Regions from separate parts of the Gossypium hirsutum genome. Here region 2 is linked to region 1. A link is a contact called in public Hi-C data. All regions are on one chromosome and are shown on one strand. The core of a region is the stretch at or near the end of the contact, and the rest is flanking DNA. Distances in the headings are between cores, read along the strand shown. Region 1 holds the start of LOC107943253 (NAC domain-containing protein JA2L). Region 2 holds the start of LOC107948640.

Evidence for each region. Hi-C and Micro-C count contacts between places; a contact is called where the count stands out from the background.
Region 2: a Hi-C map of leaf shows a contact between it and region 1, with 2.1 times the contacts expected there. The contact joins the promoter of LOC107948640 here to the promoter of LOC107943253 in region 1. A contact is called at or near these places in 2 of 34 Hi-C or Micro-C datasets (leaf and petal).

The regions. Positions count from the first base shown.
Region 1 is chrA04:5,662,560-5,665,522 of Gossypium_hirsutum_v2.1, forward strand. It overlaps LOC107943253 (NAC domain-containing protein JA2L), which reads right to left and starts at 1,488. Exons shown (of 3, transcript XM_016877000.2): 1 at 1,168-1,488; 2 at 802-1,070; 3 at 1-272. The coding sequence starts at 1,348.
Region 2 is chrA04:5,801,668-5,804,820 of Gossypium_hirsutum_v2.1, forward strand. It overlaps LOC107948640, which reads left to right and starts at 1,490. Exons shown (of 3, transcript XM_016883262.2): 1 at 1,490-1,824. The coding sequence starts at 1,735.

The sequences.
Region 1 (2,963 bases), core at 238-2,737:
TTAAGCCCTGCAAGACTCGCCCAATCTAAATTCCCACTGCCCAGATTGTGAAACCCCGTTTTGTCATCGTTTTGAAGTGTCTTCAACGAGTTCATCCGAGGCAAAGCAAAGTAACGATCGTGTAACTCGGGGAATGACTCAAGCATATCGTCGAGTTGGGAAGAAGAAGAAGAAGAGCCATTGTTACTATGCTCTTTGCTTGAAACACATGATAATGATTTTTGAGCACTTGAATTCTTCTTGTAAATTCTACATAATACCCAATCATCCAACTACAACAAATAAATCAAATTAAATTAAAAAATAATTCTTCAAGCGATTGTATTATTCTGCACACATGATTGATAATGAATATCTTCTAAATTATTATTATTTATTAAAAATTTTAGGAAAACCCAAATTTATATATATATATATATTTTATATATTAAAAAAGAGTTTTTTAAAAAAACGGATGACATAATAATTAAAAAAAAAGGAAAAAATTCTTTGAAAATATTAAAATTTGAAAAATTAATCATATTCCATTTACTATTGTTGATACACTCGATCAACGGTTATGAAATAAGATGGAGTTGAGTGGTTTCATTTTCCAAGAGCAGAAAACCAGAAACAGAGAGGAATAAGAAACCTCTAATCCCGTGCATTAGAATTTTATTATATAGGTTGAGTAATCGAGTTGAATTCTGAATCGAATTCTGAGTCGGGTTGTAATTATTATTATATAATAACTATATATATGCTTGAATGATGTTGGAGGTATACGAGCTAAAAGGTTTAGAAATAATGAAGTAAAATTACCTTGGAGCTACCATTTTTACGGGAAGTTTCCAACAATCTATATTCATGCATAATCCAATTCGTTTTAGTCCCTTTAGGTGCTTTTCCAACGTAAAAAACCAGAGCTTTCTTGATACCAACTTTTCGGCCATCGGTCGTGATAACTTTATCGGTTCCGGTAGCTTTCCAATACCCGGAACCGGCGACTCTATTGGGTCGTGACCCGTTCGGATACTTTCGATCTCTCGGACTAAAAAAATACCATTCTTTTTCACCGAATATAGCTTTACCTATGAAAAATAATAATATACATTGATTAGCCAAAGAAATAACATTTCATAATAAGCCAAACAGGAAAGAAAAGGTAAACCATTTGGTTGAACTTACTTGGTAAAACCCATGGATCAAATTTGTATAAATCAATTTCAGCAATGATTTGTAGAGAAAAATGATGCCCTGCAACTTTCCTGCATAAATATTGTACTAAAAGCTCTTCATCCGTCGGATAAAACCGAAACCCCGGTGGTAAGCTCAATTGAGCCAATGGATCAGTTTCCGGGACTCCCATGCTTCAAAATTTTCTCGACAACCAAACAGAAAATTAAAGAGTAGTTTGTTTTAGCTAGAGAGATAAATAGAATAAGAAAAATTAAAAAAATGTTTTTTTTTTTTTTCTATTTTCTATTAGAGATTGGGGGGTTGGAAAGGTATTTAAATAGAAGAGAAAATGGATAGTTATTAAAAAGTGAGTGTGAGAAAGTACGGACGTCCTTGTCTCGTTGTTTTTTTTTTTCTAAATGCGACCCACTTTTATTTTTATCACCATTGAAAGAATGCCACGTGCCTATCATCAAGCGGCCGACCTTATCCGACCAAGAGGGTGCATGAACCATCACGAAAATTTACAAAAGTGAGTCATCAGTTCTTTAGACACGTGTCCTTTTCCCATTTTATTTTGCTTCACCCCCTAAATTGTCCAGCAACTAAAATTCATGTAATTTATTAGTTTTTTTTATATTCTTCATGTCGGTTTTGTAATTTATGTTTAAGTTTATAATTATTCTTTTTAATAATATTATTTTTAAAGTTTAAATTTAAATTCTTCTATTGAGAGCGTAATGTAACTCACCATCGCATCCAACTATTTATTAATATAAATTAAAAATATTTGATACATACCTTAAAATTGCTTAAAATTCATAAACTCAAAGAAATTTAAAAAAATGATTACTTTTTTTATGTTATATATCTATATTATTATTTTAACTTTTTTATTGAATTTGTGACACTTCTAATTGGATTACTAACTTAATTATAAAAATATAGAAATATGTTTTCTTTTAAATTATAAATAATTTTATTATAATGATATTTTTGTCTTTTCATAATTTTATATTATTTTTAAATAAAAATTAAAAATCTAAAAATCGAACACGTGTTCAATTGCATTAAAATATAAGTTTATTATCACTCTATTTATATTCATTATTGAAAAAAAATTAAAAGAAATTTTTTTCACCCTAGGTGTAACAAAATCTAGTTTATATAATACTTTTTTTTTAATTTTTATATGTTAAAATGTATTCAAAATACTCTTTTATATTTATTTAAAGAGTTTTGTTAAGTTGATGTAACGAATTAACTCAATATTGATTCAGTTAGAAAATTACTTAAAAAACTCTCTTTTAATAAAGGATTGTTTTCATATTTTTAAAATATTTATATAAAATATTTAAATAAAACAATTAAAATGTAATATCTAAAAATCAAACCAAACCTAAAATATATTTAAATGTCACTTTATTATTTCACTTATAACTTAATTATTAATATTTTTTTTCTTTCAATTAAATTATGAATGTGATAAAATCTAATGTATATATTTAAAAAGTAATAATTTGAAGGTGTTGTATAAATCTAAACCAAACTTTGTATCAATAAGACCTTAAGCCATGCAAATAATTCATCATTACATTATTAACCATTTCACATAATATATAACTAATATATTATTTATTAAGCCTCTCACTTAATCGATGTTATTCTCAATCGAGTCATCAATTTAGTCAGAAAATTATGAAATTGACCTTTCGTAATTATAAAAAATTATATTATTTGAAGATTTTTTAGTCTTTTTATTTTAATAAAAATTAATTAAAATATACATATGGTGAGATTTGAAT
Region 2 (3,153 bases), core at 240-2,739, 140 kb after region 1:
AATAAATAAATAATTTTATATATCAATTTAAATTTAATGTAATTTACACATAAAATATTTTAATTATATACATAAAATTTTAATATTTATTTAATTATATTTATTTAAAGAAATAAATATAGTAATTTATTATTGATTGGATCTTAACTTAGTTAATATTGACATTATTGTCAAAATAAAAGAATATAATTTCGAGCGCGTTAAAGTGTATTTATCTTTTTATTTAAATCTCGTGGGGAGGTGATTATCTTAAAGAATTACTTTTTGTTAAATCTATATTTTGTAAAATAAAAAAATAGGTAAATTATACTCAAAGGTCACTAAATTATTAGTAAATTTATATTTTGGTTATTCAATTTCAACAATTTTAACAAGTTTTCATTTAAGTTGTTAGGTTGTAAAATCGCTATATGACATTCTCTATTTACACCAATTACACAAATCAAAAGCTCTTTCATTCCCCTTCTCTTCTACAATTAACTTTTTTTTTTATTAAATAGTTTTGAACGTTACAAATTTGTGAGTTAAAATCCAAATAATTTTCTTCTCTGATCTCTAATACTAACCATTAGGACTACTTAGATTTAGGATATTCTATTCTACGCACCAATGGGTATTGATTCACTGTACTGATAGTCGAATCATCTATTGGAGCTTACTAGATAAATTAAAAAAAAAACTTAACAGCTTAATGACTTAAATGAAATCTTTCGAATAGTTTAATAATTATTTTGTAATTTTTTAAAATTAAATAATTAAAACATAATAATCATCAAAATTCATTAAATTTTTGGAATGAGAAAAGATGTTTTCTAATTTAATTTAAAATTGAAAAACAAAACATACTTCTATTTTAGTGGGTATCAATTCTTCGTCATGAACAATGGAATCACCCTTTCCGTTTCGTGCAATACAAGCTGTAGATGTTGGTACCTCATGCTGCAAAATGTTGTACGCCCAGGGCTTCCAAAAAAGGCAGTTAATTATAGCGGGTATTTATTCCCTTTCTTGAACCCTCCTAAAATTCCCCTCCCAACTGCCTTTGCTTTCCCAATAAGCATCCCTTCAGTAATTTACAACCTATTTTTATTCTCTTAATAATAAATTTAGCATTTTAATTTTTTTTATTAATTTAGTTCTTATTTTTTAAATTAATTTTATATTTTATTTGGTTAAATTTTTTATAATTTTTAAATTATTTATCGATGTAATATATAAAAAAATAATATTATATCAACATAAAATACACGTGAATTATCATATATCTTGTCATACCAACATTGTTAAAAGAATTAAATTTTAATCAATATTTTTGTTAAAAAAATAATTTGACATTTTTAAAAAAATTAATAATCTAATTTAATTAAAAAAATAAGAATCAAATTGACAGAATATATAAATATTATGAACTAAATTTGTCATTATAATTTTTTTAAATATTAATATATAAAATCGAAATAAATAATTTTTTTTCTTTTTCTTTTGACAAAGAGGGTGAAAACACATTTTCAAAGTTAAGGTGATGTGTCAGTTTCTTATTGAAATTACATTTTTTAAAAAATACATATTTTTTCTTCAAATTTAATCATTTGCCTTGCTTGTTCAATAATATAGTGTTTTTTCTGTATATTTAGCTACAAGGGGAGTTTGAAGAAGAGAAAGAACAAAGCAAAAGGAAAAATAGAAGAAGCCTTTGTTTGGGGTTCTTCAACTTAGCTTTCCATATATTCATCCATGGCTTCTAAGCTTCTTTTGATTGCTGTATTTGTTCTTGATCTCATTGCTTTTGGTTTAGCTGTTGCAGCTGAGCAAAGAAGAAGCACTGTAAGTTTGCTAACTTTCCCCTTCACTTTCTTTTATGGATTTGGTTGTTTTGGTTCACAATTAGTTCATACGATTTCTGGGTATACTGAAAGTTTGCAACCTTTTTTTTCCTGGAAATCGAAGGAAAATGAAAGAAAGTGAGTCCTTTTGTTTGAAAAAAAGCGGTAAATCTTGATTTTAGCTTTCTGGGTTTTTTGTTTCATGTAAGAATTTTCTGGGAAAGAAAAGAAACACTGTATTCAAGCTTGATCTTTTGTGTGTCTGTATATATACACATACACATACACATACACATACACATACACATACACATACATATATATGTATTCTCTTTCTGCTAATCAAATAGTAACGGAAATTGATTTCATCATTTTTATAATTCTCAATTGTGTATGAACTTCACCAGATCTCAGCTGAATTTCTATAAAAATAGTAGATCTGAGTTTATGGTTTTTATCCTCTGTCACTAACTTAAAAAAGGTGCCTGGTCCCCTTGGTTAAATTGTGCAACTTTAACTTTAGCCGCACCAAAATGTTAATAATTCAATTTAATCCCTTTGTTAGATTGAAATTTTACATTTTTGCTCCTTTCAAAAAGTTAAAAAATCAATTAAGCCATTTTAATACAGAACTTTTATAAATTCTTTAGCTTTTTGAACCCCAAACTTTTATAAATTTACCCCATCACATTGGCTTTTCACCCCAGGGTCTAATGGAAGAACTAGTCTTTGCTAGATTTAGAAGCCAAACTGTTTCATCTTTTGAAACAATATTTTATGATCTAATCGGTGATGTTGACTAAATTATTGACAACCAAGCTTCAAGATCTTGCTTTTTGTTTATTGTACCCTATATGATAGTTTAATATAAAGTATGATAGCTGATCTTCTAACACCTTCTAGTATTCTAATAAATAATCAAAGGGTAAAAGTCTCATGAAGGTTCTTGTACTATGAGTCAGATTGTATTTTGCCTCTTCTACTTAAAAAATGGGCAAGTTAGTACCTGTACTTTAGATCAAAGAGTAAAATAGTTCTTCTGTTAAAGGTTTCATTCATTTCTACTGTTAAAAACTAGTCTTTGCACGTCAGCACGAGATACATGTGGCGTTTGCTATGTTAGTTGTTAACAATAAAAATGGATAAAAATTTCAACATGAAAGACCTGTTTGCTCTTTAATCTAACATATAGGAATTAGTATGCTTATTTTCTGAGTAGAGGAGACAAAATACAAGCTGATTCATAATATAAGGGCCTCCATGATACTTTTATCGGGATCAAAGGTATATATCCAACATGAGAAGAATTTTTTATTCCGCTTCAACTCAA